4 separate regions of the Mus musculus genome follow, and regions 2, 3 and 4 are each linked to region 1. Evidence: chromatin contacts called from public Micro-C and promoter capture Hi-C data. All regions are on one chromosome and are shown on one strand. Each heading gives the region's core, a stretch centred on a gene start, on an enhancer-like site or on the middle of the called end of the contact. The rest is flanking DNA. Distances are from core to core; before and after follow the strand shown.

The links. Promoter capture Hi-C pulls out the DNA fragments that hold promoters and counts their contacts. Hi-C and Micro-C count contacts between places; a contact is called where the count stands out from the background.
Region 2: a contact with region 1 is called in a promoter capture Hi-C map of liver, with 5 times the contacts expected there. The contact joins the enhancer-like site here to the promoter of Hs3st3a1 in region 1. A contact is called at or near these places in 16 of 39 promoter capture datasets (the 3T3-L1 cell line, 3T3-L1-derived adipocytes, cranial neural crest and 9 more) and 5 of 115 datasets of contacts at active chromatin or transcription factors (embryonic basal ganglia, embryonic forebrain, embryonic hindbrain and 2 more).
Region 3: a contact with region 1 is called in a Micro-C map of trophoblast stem cells, with 4 times the contacts expected there. The contact joins the enhancer-like site here to the promoter of Hs3st3a1 in region 1. A contact is called at or near these places in 4 of 39 promoter capture datasets (cranial neural crest, frontonasal cranial neural crest, hippocampal neurons and 1 more), 6 of 484 Hi-C or Micro-C datasets (CD4 T cells, gonadal supporting cells, group 2 innate lymphoid cells and 2 more), 9 of 115 datasets of contacts at active chromatin or transcription factors (craniofacial prominence, embryonic basal ganglia, embryonic forebrain and 6 more) and 1 of 9 other capture datasets (adipose tissue).
Region 4: a promoter capture Hi-C map of second pharyngeal arch cranial neural crest shows a contact between it and region 1, with 5 times the contacts expected there. The contact joins the enhancer-like site here to the promoter of Hs3st3a1 in region 1. A contact is called at or near these places in 1 of 39 promoter capture datasets (second pharyngeal arch cranial neural crest), 1 of 484 Hi-C or Micro-C datasets (bone marrow-derived macrophages), 3 of 115 datasets of contacts at active chromatin or transcription factors (embryonic fibroblasts, embryonic limb bud and stem cell-derived neural progenitor cells) and 1 of 9 other capture datasets (adipose tissue).

The regions. Positions count from the first base shown.
Region 1 is chr11:64,433,230-64,436,989 of GRCm38.p6, reverse strand. Hs3st3a1 (heparan sulfate (glucosamine) 3-O-sulfotransferase 3A1) reads right to left here and starts at 1,658. Exons shown (of 2, transcript NM_178870.5): 1 at 364-1,658. The coding sequence starts at 923. F930015N05Rik (RIKEN cDNA F930015N05 gene) reads left to right here and starts at 316. Exons shown (of 1, transcript NR_028445.1): 1 at 316-3,760.
Region 2 is chr11:63,987,509-63,991,268 of GRCm38.p6, reverse strand. The region is part of intron 5 of Cox10 (heme A:farnesyltransferase cytochrome c oxidase assembly factor 10); the gene reads left to right. Among named protein-coding and RNA genes, the nearest start is that of 9630013K17Rik, 25 kb to the right of the region's middle. Within about 2 kb of position 2,073, at least 39 of the 459 cell types and tissues checked have an H3K27ac peak or open chromatin away from gene starts, as enhancers often do. A contact at or near this core is called in 3T3-L1-derived adipocytes, hematopoietic stem and progenitor cells, liver and 1 more, where this site is marked.
Region 3 is chr11:64,025,880-64,029,639 of GRCm38.p6, reverse strand. The region is part of intron 4 of Cox10 (heme A:farnesyltransferase cytochrome c oxidase assembly factor 10); the gene reads left to right. Among named protein-coding and RNA genes, the nearest start is that of Gm51866, 5.3 kb to the left of the region's middle. Within about 2 kb of position 2,044, at least 25 of the 459 cell types and tissues checked have an H3K27ac peak or open chromatin away from gene starts, as enhancers often do. A contact at or near this core is called in extraembryonic endoderm stem cells and trophoblast stem cells, where this site is marked.
Region 4 is chr11:64,737,541-64,741,300 of GRCm38.p6, reverse strand. No RefSeq gene overlaps it. Among named protein-coding and RNA genes, the nearest start is that of Gm30305, 20 kb to the right of the region's middle. Within about 2 kb of position 1,985, at least 2 of the 459 cell types and tissues checked have an H3K27ac peak or open chromatin away from gene starts, as enhancers often do. A contact at or near this core is called in second pharyngeal arch cranial neural crest, where this site is marked.

The DNA of each region.
Region 1 (3,760 bases), core at 409-2,908:
GAGCAAAGACCCATGTTAACCACAGGGAATTACCCCAAAGATAAAGGAATAGACATAGGCTTCCCTTGGTAAGCCCAGTAATGAGGAACAGTTTTCTAACTTAAAAGGAAACTCTCCTCTTTCCTTTTCTTTTCCTTTATCTAATTACTAGGGCGATTTCAAGGAATAAGATGTTTGGGGAACTGGGGAGCCCTGACAATTAAAATCAAGATCTCCATTCCTCTCTCCATCTGCCCCTCCCCAAGGGAGAAGAACGGGAGCCCAAGATGGGAACAGCTACTGCTCCCCCTTTGCCATCCCTTCCTAGTCTCCCCCTCTGCACAGCCAGCGCTCAGAAGTACCCATGGGGGTCCCCGCGCTCACCGGTACCAGGCGAGGCCCTTGTGGTAGCTGCGGTCAAAAAAGTGGGGCTCAGCACCCACGGCACGCACGTCGGGGTGCACGCGCAGGAACTCCAGCAGCGCCCGCGTGCCGCCCTTCTTCACGCCGATGATGATGGCCTGCGGCAGCTGCTTGCTGCCCTCGTCCAGAAGTAAGGCCAGGGTCCCCGGCTGGGCCTCGGCCACGCTGCTTCCCGCCCCGGAGCCTCCTGGTGCGGCGGCCAGCCCAGGGCTCTGCTCCTCCTGGTCGCTGCTGTCTCCTGGCCCCGACCGCCCGCGCCTCCTCCGTTGCCTCAGCTGCAGGAGGCGCTTCCTTGGCGCTCCCGCGGGCCACATCGCCAGTTCCCTGGGTCCTGCAGGGACGCCGCGCCCCGGGACCCCCGCGACGGGGCCCGAGCCGGGTGGGCAGCGCTCCGCCAGGCAGTAGAAGACGTAGAGGGAAGTGAGTAGCGAGCAGAGCATCAGCAAGAACTTCCTGAAGATGCTGCGCGACAGTGGCTCCGCCGGGCTGGGCTGGGCGCCGGTGGGACCCGAGGGGGCCATCCTAGCCAGAGGCGACCTCGGACGGCGAGCGGGCCATGCTAGGCCACGACTGTGCTGGGAGCTCCGCCATCCCCGCTGCCAGCCAGCGTGCTGCCCCGCGGCCGCATCGCCTGAGCCGCCCTGCGTGCCTGAGAGCTGCCCCGCTGGGCGGCAGCAGGGGCTGGAACTAGGGACCAAGCACTGCGAGCCCTTCTTGGGGTCCTGGGCTTCGGGCGACGAGGAGGAAAGGGGTGCGGGGCCGTGCTTAAGAAACCATGGTCTTGGGTCTGAAACGCGCCCGAGTCCTGAGCCTAGCTGCGCAGAGCTCCGCGCCCTGGGTCTCCGAGAGTCGCCCGGCAAGGGAGTCTCTGCGGCGGCAGTGGCGAAGGTGCTCGGCTCAGCAGGGTCCTGAGCGGTGCGGAACTTGGCTCAGCGATAACACATCCTTGGCTCAGTCCCCCGTGGAGCGGGCGCAGGACTCTCGGGCCGAAGAATTGTGTACGCTCCGGTTAGAACGAGTGACCCTTTTTCCAGCTTCTGCTCTCCTGGCCCGCCCAGGAGCGTGCCCTGAGTCCTGGCTCAGCTCGTCTCAGCAACCGAGCAAGCAAAGTCCCCCTAGTCCCTCTATCCGAATGGGACTCAAGCCTTCTGGCCTCTTGAGCGCTCCGGAAGTCTACCCACTCCTCTGGGGCCCCAGCTGGGAACAGCTTGGAGGGGCCCCGCTGTGCGGGACCTGTCAGCCACCGCTGCCACTGTGCTCTTGGGCTCTCCCCGCAGCCTCCTCAGCCGCTACCGCCACACGTGGGACGCGAAGGACAGCAAACTTGGTGGTGACGTCAACGGCCCAGGCCAGACCAACGCGGGGATCCGCTCTAGGGTGCAGAGCAGAGGCGCAGGGGCCGGGCTAGAGAGGCAGAAGGGGTGGGACCGGGACAAAAAAAAAAAAAAAAGGTGACGAGGCACCGCCCAATACACTGGAGAGGGCGCGGACGACAGAGGAGACGCCCCTTCCTCGCACTCCCTCTCTCCTTTCCTCCTTCCTCCTCCTCCACCCCTAGGTCTCTGGGCGCTGTCAGATTGACAGCGCCTGTATGATTGCCTGAGTCTAACGCCCAGCCAGTCCACCCCTTGCCGGATTGGGGGTTCTCAGACCTCTCCAGCTCAGCTTAGTCCTTAGCAGCCTTAACACCCCCAGATCCCCACTTCCTGATTCCCTCTGGTCCCAGCTTCTGTATTCCTACCCTTCTCCAGCCCACCCATCCCATCCCCTCTCATCCCAGAGACTTCTGAAGTTTTGTTCCCAAGAGTTCTTGGCAGGCCACGCCCCCATTTGTCTGGGCAAAGAGACAGCTTCAGTACAGACTTGCCTTCTACTTCCCTGTCCACTGAGGGCCCTTACAAGTCTGTCTGTTAGTTTGCTTGCTTGCTTGTTTTTCCTTTGGATTTATTTAAAAAGATGAAGAGTCTCATAGGACCTGGAAAGGAACCCCTTAGAAACTAGATCAATAAATACACCAAAACAGAAATTATATTTAAAAAATAATAAGTACAATTCCAAATCCGTATAACCAGTTGTTGATAAAGTTTAATACTTTGCATATGTGCACCACCCACATGCGTGAATGTGTTTTCACTCTTTGAGAGTTAAGAGTCCTTCCCTAAACAACGGGTTCCTTTTTCTCTTATTTCCCCTGACCCCTAGATACCCTTCCCATGCCCCCAAAGCAAGTCACAAAGAGGTAAAATCTGCCCCTTGCTGGCTCCTGGGGAGGTGAGTAGTAAAATCTTCAGGAGATGTTGAAGGTTTGATTGCTTTCTTTGGCTGTTACTCTGTGGTGGTTTTGTTTTCAATTTTTCATTTATTTGTATTTTATGTGTATGGCTGTTTTGCCTGCATGTGTGTCTGTGCACCACGTGGGTACCTGGTGCCAGCTGGAGAGTTCTAAATCTCTTTGAACTGGAGTTCCTGACAGTTGTTAGCCTAGATGTGGGTGCTGGGAATTGTACCAGGTCCTCTAGAAGAGCAGCCAGGGCTCTTACTGCCGAGCCATCTCTTCCACCACCAGATATTTCATTTTTGTCCTAATCGTATTGCTTCCTTATTTCTGTCTCCTGCAAGATACCTGGCAATGTGGGCTGTGCCCTGGTCACTGTAGCCCAATCCTGTGCGCTGTAGACATCTTCCTAGCTCCCTAACCCCTCCCCTCCCTGTGCTAATAAGAGTCCAGCAGTCAAGAGAGCTAGGTCTCAGGAAACTCACTTAGGAATCCTGGCTGCCTAGCTTTGACACTCAGATTTTCTCTCCTCTTCCTGCTCATTCCCCATTTGACCAAGGAAGTGTAAGTTAGGGGGTTGCCTTTCAGCTTCCACAGGGGCCCTACTGATTCTAAGTTTGCTTGGATAGAACTGGATCACATGTGGCCTGTTGGGTAAGAATAGTGCCGTGTTCATAAACTACCAGTCACAACTGATTCCCAGACCAATGAAGATCTGTTTAGAAGCAGAGACCAGAAAGCACTGGTCTTTGCCCAGGATGAGCAACATGCCTTGCCAAGTTTCCATGTCCTATTATGTCTGAAAATTGGATATTGACAAACCACTTTGAAGCTTAAGGTTTAATGTGTTTTGAAACTTTCCTCTGTGTATTTCAGTCTGGTTTGTAGAAGGAAGACAACAAAAACAGAGACCATTTAAAAGTTGCTCTGAAAGTGTGTCGTTGTGCAGATGGTCACCAGAATATATGTTTTCTCATCTGGAAAGCACTGAGCTCCCAGTTCAACTGTAGTTCATCATAAGGTGATATTGTATATAGTATATACATCGTGCATAGGAATGATGTGGCCCCAAGCCCCCAGACT
Region 2 (3,760 bases), core at 824-3,323, 450 kb after region 1:
CACCTTCAGACAGACTTGCCAAGTGCTCAGCAAAGAAGGCTCTGGACACAATGGACAGGGTAAAGCAGATGGCACATGCCAAGGAACAAGGAAGGGAATGCTCTGAGATGCAGTTAGCATAACCCATTCCAAGAACCGACTTAGATTCACCTGGGAAGCCAGAGGCAGTCACATGTGCGACACTGGGGCCAAGTTTCAGCTAAAATGGTCCCTCAGGAGGTGAAGATCACTAGAGGGGAAAAAATGGAGACGTGTTACAAGTCCCAGAAGATGACCTCAATGACAGCTAGGAGCAGGAAGGCGGTGGGGTAGGGGGCTGAGTTTTTAGTGTTGAAGTCCCTGGAGTCCCCCTGTGTCTCTAACCAGGCTGATGCTAGGGTGGCTGGCGGCTGCTTTCCAAGCCTCTGCCTGCTGTGTGGAGTGCCTATCCTCCGCAGATGGACGCTGCCCATCCCACCTCCCTACCTCACCCCCATGACTCTGTCTGCTTCTTTTTTCTCCTTCTACAACCCTTGTTCACTAAGGAACAGTTGTTTCTCTCTGACATGGCCCTACATCTACTTTTGTCAAGTCCTCCACGTCTCAGGTAATTCCTAAGGCAGAGGAGCCAAGAAAGGTTAGAATGTAATCAATCGTTGAGAACTAGTGGATCTAGTGTGGAGCCCAGTCCTTTGACCACCACCAACCAAATGAACAATTCTTTAGCCCTTGGAGCTGGACCTACCTGAAGGCAGGAGGGAGTAGACGGGCGACCTTCCTACCGCAGACCTCCTGCTGGCCAAATGCTTTCAGTGCTGAGCCACTGCGGCCTTGTTATTCCCCTTGCAATCTCACTAGGCCATTCTCCAACTTGAGCGAGCACAGCCACTGTTCCCTAGACGTGTGTGGACATAATCCTGCATGTCCTTTATGGATGACTTGAGGGGACTGTGAGGGATAATGTAGAGTCTAATATGTTTCCCCTTAGGGCTGACCTACATAAACTGAATACATTTAGGGCTCTGCTCCACATGTTTTAAGATTAAAGGGTATCCAGCCTGAGACAGCCTTAGCAGCCCAGGCTGCTCGCCGGTCCTTATAATCGCTGCCTTTTGTACAGCTTGTTTACACGGGGGCAGGAGATGATGGTGGCTGTAGTTGATAACTAAGGAATAGTAAGTTAATTCGCTTTTTTTAAATAATGAAAATATACTCTTTATATTTTAAACATTGAAATTTTCTTTATTTTTACTAGAGTTGAAAAGTGAAATAGAGCTAAAATAAAATCTAATGAGAACAAACTTACAAAATTATATTCTTTTTCTCACCTTCCCAAGACAAGTACAGAGGACAGTCCCCCAGTTTTAATTACCTGCCAATAGCCTGTATACAATACCAGTTGCCGTCCATGGTGGTCCATACCGATGATCCTGGTAGTTATAAGGCTAAGAGGAGGGATCACAAACTTGAAGGCAGCCCGGACTACGTATTGACTGTATTATAAAACACAAAGTATTTATGAAACACAAAAGTCTCAGTCACAGCTGTAGCTCAGTTGGCAGTCTGTACTCAACATATGCCTGATCCTGTGTTTCCTGGCACCAGAAAAGCCACTTCCTTTGTTATGCTGTTGTCACTTACAATTTAAAAAAAAAAAAAAAAAAAAAAAAAACAATTTTTAATCTTACCCCATTTGAAAAACACTGCTTCCATCATTTCCTGCACTAGTGAAAGAAACGGTGTCCTTATGTTAAGATGGGTGCCCGGACTCATCCTAAAACATACGACCATGGTTCTTTGTCATTCGTGTGTGTATCCTGGACCACCTTACAACAGCACAGATACTTAATGGAAACAGCTTTACTGCTGGTTACCAGTGTCTTTCCTGTGGAAACACTTGACCCTGTGGCTTTCTGCTTTTCCTTCAACTCTGGGTCCTTTGTGGCAGGATGATTTATCAGGCTCTTCAGTGGCGTGGGAGCCACCATATGACAGTGAGCATATCACTCAGGAAGGGCCCAGATGCACGGGAGGTCTCCTGGAGCCACAGTGCTCTTGGCTAAAGAGCTCTTGTATCTGCCTGGAAGGAAGTCTGCAGAGAAGTGCTCCAGGGGCTTGGTAATGGAGCTGTCTTAACCCTGCTGTCATCTGCAGGAGCGTAGCCCTATTGGAGCCAGAGCTGTTCTCCTGGGAACATGTGATCCCTGGCTTCAGACTGACCACTCCTATTGCCAATAGGGATTTGTTATGTACAAAGTTAAGAGATGGTTTGCTTCTGAGGCTTTCTGGGGCTCTGGTGTCCTGTTGTTTGCATATTCTCACTAGATCTTTTCTTCCTACCCCTTATGTTACACAACTGTGCAGTGTTATTGAACTTTCTACGTGGTGAGGTTCCCATCTTCCTGCACATTATTCCTAATAGGATAAAATGGATTTAGTAGTCCAAAGATGCCTGGAGGAATGGTTTGACATGAATAGTCCCAGAATTTTTTCCCCAATATTTACTTTAGTTACTTTAAGGATAAGAACAAGCAATTGTGTACTATAAGGATAAGAACGAGCAGTTGCTCTTGAGGAGTTGTTGGGAGCACTAACTAGTCCTCCAGGCTCTGCCCAGCCCTGCTGAGAGCAGGTCATTCTGCCAGACTCACCCAAAGGCTTCTCCCAGGACTTTCCAGACATGCCACCCCTGGTCTCTTCTCTGGCTTAACACTTAGACAGGGTGTCTTCTATCCTAGATAGACACCTGCATGCTGTGTACAGTGGCTCTTCTGTTTGTCCTCTTTGGAGAGAGCCCCGCCCCCTTAGTACTTGCTGCTTGCAGCTGACCTCCAGTCTCCTGGCCACCTCAGCTCTCTCTGCATAGCACTTCACCGTGCTCTCTAACGCTAACCTTCTGCATCCCTCTCTCACTTAGATTCACACATCCCCAAAGTGACCATCTCAGCCTTAGCCCTCAGGCTTCAGTTTAGTTCTCTCATGTCCAAAGCTTTGAGGAAAAACCTCCACAGCCCAAGTGTGAGCTGGTAGCTCACCCCTGACCTGGATCCCTGGGGCAAAAGAAAAATAAACTTGGCAGTTAAACATTAGAGATGGCAGGAGACAGAGGCTGCTGTGCCTAGCAGCTTGTGCCTGACTTCAGCTGATGTTCATCTCCAACTCTGGGTTCACAGGATGACTTTCAAGCTATAATCCACCTCCCCTGCCTCAACACAGACTTATATGAAATCCTGTCTGAGCTTTATTCTTTATACTCAAAGAGTATTCTTAAACATTGTAATAACTGCATTTGTTTTGCTTCAGCTATAGAGGCCTGTCTCCCACCTCCCCTCCCTTTCCCTTCCCTCTCCTCCTGTCTCCTCTCCTCTCCTCCCCATCTGGCAGGTCTTCCTCAGCATCGTTTCATTGTTCTGTCAGAGTTGAAGCTCTCTGTTTTTCCTTGTTTTCTGAGAATGCAGAGAGATATAGGCACCTATAATCTACTGTCTGCATCACCTTGAGGTTTTCCAGTTTGAATTCCCAATGTGCCTCATATGGAGGTAGTTCAGTAATACCCCTGTCGTTGGTATGTCCAGTTAAATTCATATTCTTAATATTATTATTTCTTCTAAATGTGTTAGAATTCTCACTTTTAATTCAACTCATCAAAAATGTATTGATTATCTGTGGTGGTAACAGCACTGTGCATTTTGTTTGTGTCATGGTGAACGCTTTATAAAATGGACAGGAAAATTAGATGGGCAAAAGCTTCGCATACAGGACCGGGCAGCCCCAAAGTTAA
Region 3 (3,760 bases), core at 795-3,294, 410 kb after region 1:
ATATCAGAAGGCTTGAAGCTCATTGCGCATGGGCTCCTCCCTCCATAATCTGCAGGGCTCAGAGCATTGGCCAAGAGTGGGATATAAGTTGCCTCTCAGGTTCAGGATACAGATGTGCCATCTGAACTGCCCCTGCCGTAAGATTACAGTCTAGTTAAAGACTTTCTGGTAATGAAGAAAGGCATATCATTATTCAGTCTATTAAGATTTAGTCCAAATGGGTTTGTCACTCACCTGATTAGAAAGATAGAAGAGAAGCTGTCCTTTCTAGGGACTTTGGAGAAAGTATAAAGTACTAAAGTTGTAGGTTGACACATTGATCTATTTGGCTGCTGTCTACTCTTTCCCCTCAAGCATGTTGTTGACAGTGGTCCCTTGGCCATTGTCCAGTCTCACCCCTGAGGGTGTTCTACTTTGCCCTGTAGTAAACTAACTACTAGTCTTCTAAACTGCACTTTGTGTCTTATCTGAATTCTTTCAACGACGATTGTAAGGACCAAGGAACTGAGGAGAAGCCGAGTGAGATTCTGATTCCAGCATGCCCAAGAGTTAATGCTTTCCATCCCCTCCCTGGCTGGACTATTGCTTCTGACTAAAACAACAGGAGTTGTATGGCACGGTGGCCATGGGAAACAAGAAAGAAGGTGGGAAGAAGGGAGGGAGGGAAGGAGGGAGGGAAGGAGGAAGTTGATCAGGCAATGAAACAAAGGTAGTGAAGCCCAACAGCTTCATGTGAGGACTTTCCAACTTAGCATTGTAACCTTAAAACTTGACCAAGTGTGGTGGGTACATGCCTGTAATCTCAAATACTGGGGAGCCTGAGCAGAAGGATCTGCGTTTGAGCGTTTGAGGCCATCTTGGGGCTACACAGAGAGAAAACCTATCTCTAAAAGTAAAACAACAAAAACCATTAGATCCTTAGAAATGTGGCAGTCATGATGCGGGGAGTCTTGTCTGTCTGACTTCATTTCCGTTGTCCTTCAGTGACTACATAAAGAAGCCAGGACCATGAGACTGTCCTACTGAATGAAGCCTGGCTTACTTTTCATTAGGTCTGATTCTTGAAAACTTGTAGTCTTGATCCCAATTCTGCGATTGTTTTAAAGCTATTTGCCCATATCTCCCAACTCTCCTTTTATTCCTGATGTGCCTCACCTCGTCTTTCATGTCAGGATTTGTTACCTAGATTTTATTTTGAGTAGGGAACAAACTTCTGTATACAAGGTTTGCTTTTTAAAAAGAAACCAGTAAGAAAAAACAATAATGTGCGAGGGCACTGGCAGAAGTGGTGGAGAGCCATGGTGGAGGGGTGTGGTGGGGGACCATGGAGCCCACCACCGCACTTACTACTGTCCTCACTGCAGCTTCTACACTGAGGCTTTAAACAGAGTAGACGTTAGTGGGGAGATGCAGAGACCATGTTAACAGCCGCAGTGTCCTGCTCTAGGCCATGATGCCTAGGAACTGTAACTGCAATCCTGTCACTAGCTGTGTGGCGTGGGACGGATGATAGAACTGTTCTTTGATTTGGTTTGTCTGTAAAAGGGAGGCTCCATTGTATGGTCTACCTGTATCTTGTAGTGGAAAGAGGCAAACGAGACATCTCTGCCTCAGCAGCAAGGTGGGAAATGTTAGGAATGTTCACAGATAACGCCAACTCAGGCTAGAAAACAAGTAAGAGAAACAAAGTGGTGTGTGATATCGCAGAGAAAGATTATAGCTAGCTTCTGAGGTAGAGAGAGTGAGGTGCTTAGAGAGGCCACCCATTGAGTTGGATTGTGTGGGGGACATAAAGATGAGGAAAAGTGTGTTTTAGTCAGAAGCAGTAGTCCAGCCAGTTCTACTTTAGTCAGAAGTTGTAGGAGGGAATGGAAAGCACACACACACATAGAGAGGCCTCGAATGTGCAGGGTGCTGGGAGCAAGCAGTTGGCCTGTTCTTTTCAGTGTCGTAATTGCCACGATAAGAGCTCTGACTTGATTCTGTGGGACTTAGGGAGCCTGGAGTAAGGAAGGCCTAAGGCACATTCCCAGTTAGGGCGTTACCACCACAGCCCAGCCGCAAACCTGGCGACAGTTCACTCTGGAAACACTCTCACTCAGAGAGCTTCATTAGACTGCAGGTGCGTGGGGCCAGCTCGGGAACACTTGGCCCTCAGGTCCCTCCTTGGAAAACTCCTGTGCTGGGGTGTCTTCACATCACTGTCTTACCATATACCCTGTTTGGCTACTTCATAGAGGTTATCTTTCAGCCACCGTTCTTTAAAAGCAATGGAAATAAGAGGTGTTTAACACTGTTATAAATAAAATGTCCTCTGTATTCCCTAATTAGAAGTAAATAACTAGCAATACTTTTACATGAAGTTGAAAAGAATTCCTTTAAAATTTATTTATTTATTTATTTACTTACTTACTTAGAGTGGAGGGCATGTGGCATGTCATGTAGGGAGTGTGGGGTGTGTCAAGAGGACTGCCACCTGGAGTTGGTTCTAGAGTCAGGCTAGCAGGCCGGTGGGTAAGGCCTCCCGCCCCCGCCCCCCCCCCCTCCAGCTGTCTCACCAGCCCCAAGTGTCCCTTTCCCTCCCTCCCCTCCTAGTTCTGTTTTCAAAAAGGAAGTTCTGAGCTTTTCACTCAAGTCCTTACTTGTATGTTATCTGCCAGCTTTTGCTAAATAGAATTTTCAAGAATGCTAAAGTTTATGCTTTTTACACTAAAGCAGATTTGCTTGGTAATGATGGTTTCTTATCCATTCCTACTCTAGCTTGAAGTTGTAGTGTGGTTGTGGAAGTATGGTCATGTCTGATGCTGACGAAGGTCAGTGGGCCAAGGGAGTGGGGAGCAAACCCAACTGACTGCTAGGACCGCTGGGCATTCCCACTGGGTACAGGAGGAGTGGTGAGATGGTAAGCAGTGTGTCTCTTCCCAGAGGAAGTCTGTGCTGTTGTGGGTACATAAGAGCAGTTCTGATTGGTGTAATTTTTTTTTCTCATTAGACATACTAGTTTTCTGATAGTGGGAAAATAATTTCCAGTTAGATGCACTATTAGCAGAGTAACACGTGGCTGGAGTTTACCTGATAGAGGCTGCTGACCTTTCTCAGTCTACACTGGTTCTCTTCAGTAAGGGGAGTTCCCATATTCTGCCTGCCTCTTGTGTAGTGCGCCCATGCTACTCTTAGGATCAACACTATAGGCAAAGGGTCACTGGTCCCGTTTCACCCTGTGGTTAATTTCTTGTGCCTCCTAGTTCTTGCACAGTGAGTTAAATTTCTAATTTCTTACTTTGTCCAGTTTGCAAGGAGCAACCTACCCCCACCCCCGGGCTGTGCCTTGGTCACTCTGAGTCCTCTCGCTCTAACATGTCATTTTGCAAATAGTTAGATTCAAAGTAAAAATGGTGATAACAAAAAGAATGGTCTTACTCGAGGTCACCATGAACCTTACATCTATCATCTGATTTTATCTGTATAGTAACCCTATATCTGACAGGTGAGAAATGGATGCTCAGAGGAGGTGCACAAGTCACTTGAGGTCATTTGGCCAAATGCCGAGCTCCAAGTCAAGCTGCCTTATCTTGTTTAGACTCTGACTTAGCCACCTGAGTGCAAGCCTGCCCACACACAGTGCACCTGTGCCAGGCGCTTACCTCTCTTCTGCTGGCTGCAGGTTTCTGGACCTGACCAGTGTTCCACAGGGTTCTGTGTGTGGGCTTCAACCTTGATGTGTTGGAGGTTCCAGTGGCGGTGATTTGGGGACTCTTAG
Region 4 (3,760 bases), core at 736-3,235, 300 kb before region 1:
CTGTGGATGAAGGACATTTTCCTCGAAGTTGTTAGCATGGATTACCATTTAGGCCTTCAAAAAACACAGTTAGGGCTTCTGTTCTTGGTTACTACCCGAGATGGATGGTGAGACCCTGCTGCTGCTGAAGACACCTCACACCTTGGAATGCAGAACAGAGAGAAATCATATTAGAACAGAGCTGGAAGCTTCCTCCCTGATAATGGAAGTTTCTTTGTAGACTGGTATGGCCTTCCATAGCTTTGAACCTTGCATACAAAAATAATGCCTTTCTAGGTGAGGTGTACTTATTGGTGTAATAATGTCATGGCTCTCATAGAAATACATTAGCTACTTTTCTGTGGTTGTAATAAAATGCCATGATCAACACAACTTAAGGAGCAAAGAGTTTATTTGGGCTTATGTTTCCGGGAGATTAGAATATATGACGGTAGGGACAACATAGCAGCAGGTGGCAGACAAGGCATCTGGATCAACAAGTAGAGAACTCAGTTGGTGAACCATGAACATGAAACAGAGAGAGCAAACTGCAAAGTAGGCAAGGTAGGCAAAGCCTTTAAATCTAGTGTGTCCCCATGACTTACTTTCTCCAGAAGGGCTGAACCATCTAAACCTCCCCAAAGAGTGGGACTAACTGGAGACCAAGTGTCCAATGCCTGAGGCAGTGAAGGATATTTCTCATTCAAGCCACCACAGAGAATGACCAACTCACCATAGGATGACTTTTTTTGGAATCTGAAGTCTGGCCCACAGGCGGAAAGGTCATGTCTATTGAACTACTCAAAAGGCCAAAGGTTAGAATGTCATAGGCACTAGGAGTAAATCTACTATTTTTTTGCTCTACTAAATCAACTTGTTTTCATTTAGTAAATGTGTGTGTGTGTTTAAAATAAATAACTTTTTAAAAGATGCTATGTTAAAGTAATTTATTATAACACCTACAGGGCACTCACGGGAGGGCAAGTCAATACTGAAAGGAGACCCTTATTTTCTACATAGCTTTGCTTGCTTGTTTCTCTGTTTTGAGACAGGATGTCACATAGCTCAGCATGGTCTCTGATTTACAACATATCTGAGGATAACCTTGAACTTCTGATCCTATTGCCCTAAGTTCATAAGATTAGAGTCATGAACCACTATGCCTGGTATTTTCTATATCCAGCATATCCTTGTTAATGTCCACACAACACACAGGGAGGCCGATGATATCACTAGTACAACCCAGTCACTTAGAAGCATGTGTAGCTTCATTGCACAGGAATACAGCTCTTCCTCTGTTTTAAGGGGAAGAGTACCCCAAGTCCAGGGTCTATGATGGCATTTGACATAGGAGAAGCACCAAATATGTAATGGGAGTTTCTCAAAGAACAAATTTTAATTGAATGCTTTCAAAAAGTTCTATGAAAATATTAGGACTTCCTTTTACTTGGCATAGCGATGAAATCTGACTCTGTCTGGCCTGGGATGATGTGCATCGGATGGCTTGGCATTTCTATGGGACAGCATCTGCATTTCCAAGCCACTGCTTTTTCCAACTGGCATTCCTGTAGCCTCCTTGCGGGCACAGGTGGGTCTATGGACATGCCTTTGGGGTTCTAAAATATCTTTACACACTGAGTGAGCGTGGATGTACTAAAACATGCATATGTTTAATGAATAAAGAGAGGAAGAAGAACTGTTTCCTAAACAACCAAGCAGGCTGAGAATTTGTTGAGAAAAGTGAGTTACAAACCAAATCCTTTGGTGGTGAGTGTGGAAGTTAAAGGCCTCATTTGTACTTAAATGTTTACATCCTAAACTCAAGCAAGCATTCAGATGTGGCTTTGAACCCTCCCTCCTCCCTGTGCTTCCTCTTCACTATCCAGAGAGCCTCAGCAGCAGTGGGGATTAGTGCCTCAGCAACAGACTCCATCTTGCATCCATTATCTGTCCCAGCTGACAATAAAGCGTTAATGGCCACATCCCCCTCGCAGGCCCCTAATGGACCGCACATCACTACCTCAGAACACCTGAAAGACTGTCTGGGTGCGTCTCCCCAGCACCTGACAAGAGAGGGGTGGAGGCTCAAGAATAATTGCTGTGTCACTTCCATGTGATTTATTGCAACGGGTAATTATGTCTACGGGGCACCATCTGGAGACCCAATTTGTGCTCTTTAGGAACAAAAATTAAAGTCAACACATACTTTCCTCTGAACTTGGCTCCTGACTGCTCACACCTAGAGCCCTTCGCCATGTTTGATCCTCCTACCACATGCCAACTGTTTCTACTTAGAGGGTCCCAGCCGGGCAGAGGGAAGCTCAACAGACATGATAGGCTTTCTCTCCTCATGTTCTCTTCTCCAAGGGTTAAACATGGTCAGAGTTTGCATCATTGCAAAACCTCGCTGGGTGATGCAGTCATACTCTGCTTCTGAAATGGGACTGGCCATTGATGAAGAAAATCACCTGCATTTATTAGCCATGTGCCACACCCTGTACCAAGCAATTATCAGATGGCTAAGAATTAAGAATTGCCTCCAAAATATTTGCTCCAAAAATGTGTGCTGGGAAATGGTGGGGACTGTTTTTGTGTGTGTGTGTGTGTGTGTGTGTGTGTGTGTGTGTGTGTGTTTTGTTTTACACATCACTAGGTTTTTAAGTAAGTTTCTAAGCCATCCTGGGAAATGTTTTTTTTTTTCCCCTCAAACCCAACTTAGCAGACTTGGCTTAAGAAATGCTTATTCCCTTCAATTAAAACCAAGAGCATTAATCAAATGTTTGACACTATAAATGTTTCCAATTAACATCTAGCTTAAAACCACATGTGTTCCAAGGGAAATTCAAAAGATCTATCGGTACAGGTGACCCCTGAGAAACCATTAACACATGGCTGGAGACAGCAAGAAATATTCTCCATTTGTGAAAAAGATAAAGAATCCATTTAGGGCTCATTACTACTTCAAACATTATGTTCAGATGGGAGACTCCTAAAGTGGAAGTTAGGGATTCATCAATGAGTCAAAAGGAAAATAATAACATATCTGTTTGAAACAATCACACCCGGACGGACAAGTTCTGGTCCTAAGAAAAACCATGGTTTGTTCATGATCCAGAGATGTGGGGCTGTTTATCTTAGGAGTTAGTCCCAAGCAGTTCTGGTTTTGCCTTCTGCAGAGTCTGCATGCTCAAATACTTGCAAGGTCCAAGGAGGTTGCAGAAAGGCAGGGAATAGGATGGCCTAGTATACTGATGACCACATTCATTCCCCTCTCTAAGGAGACAGTCTCCATTTAATGCCAGCCAACTTCTGTCTCTTGGAAATGGAAGTCTGATACTCTAAAAGAATTCATGAATTTCAAAGGGTGGTAATTAATTGAATGCAACAAGACAACAAACAGTGACCTTTTCCTCAGCTTGCAACCTTTGCATCTGCTTTTGGGTAGAATCAGGGGCCAGGCTGACATGGTCTCAGTGTGGATGGCAGGGAACCCCTTTCAGCGATATATCAGCCCATTACCAGCCTTGGCAGACATTCTTTGGCTGTCTCAGGATGAATCCGCCCAGCTCTTGGCAGAGGAGAAAAGACTTCCCAAATCATTTCTCAACTGATCGGTCAAAGTGAGTTAAATTATTCCAGGTGTGCTACGCAGGGGGTTATTATGACCATAGGGAAATGGTAACAGGAGGGCAAGTCCATTGCCCAGAGAGCTGATGAATTGGTTTCTCTCTCCTGTCTCCCTGTAGCCCCTCAACAGCTGGACTGCCAATCCCACCGTGAG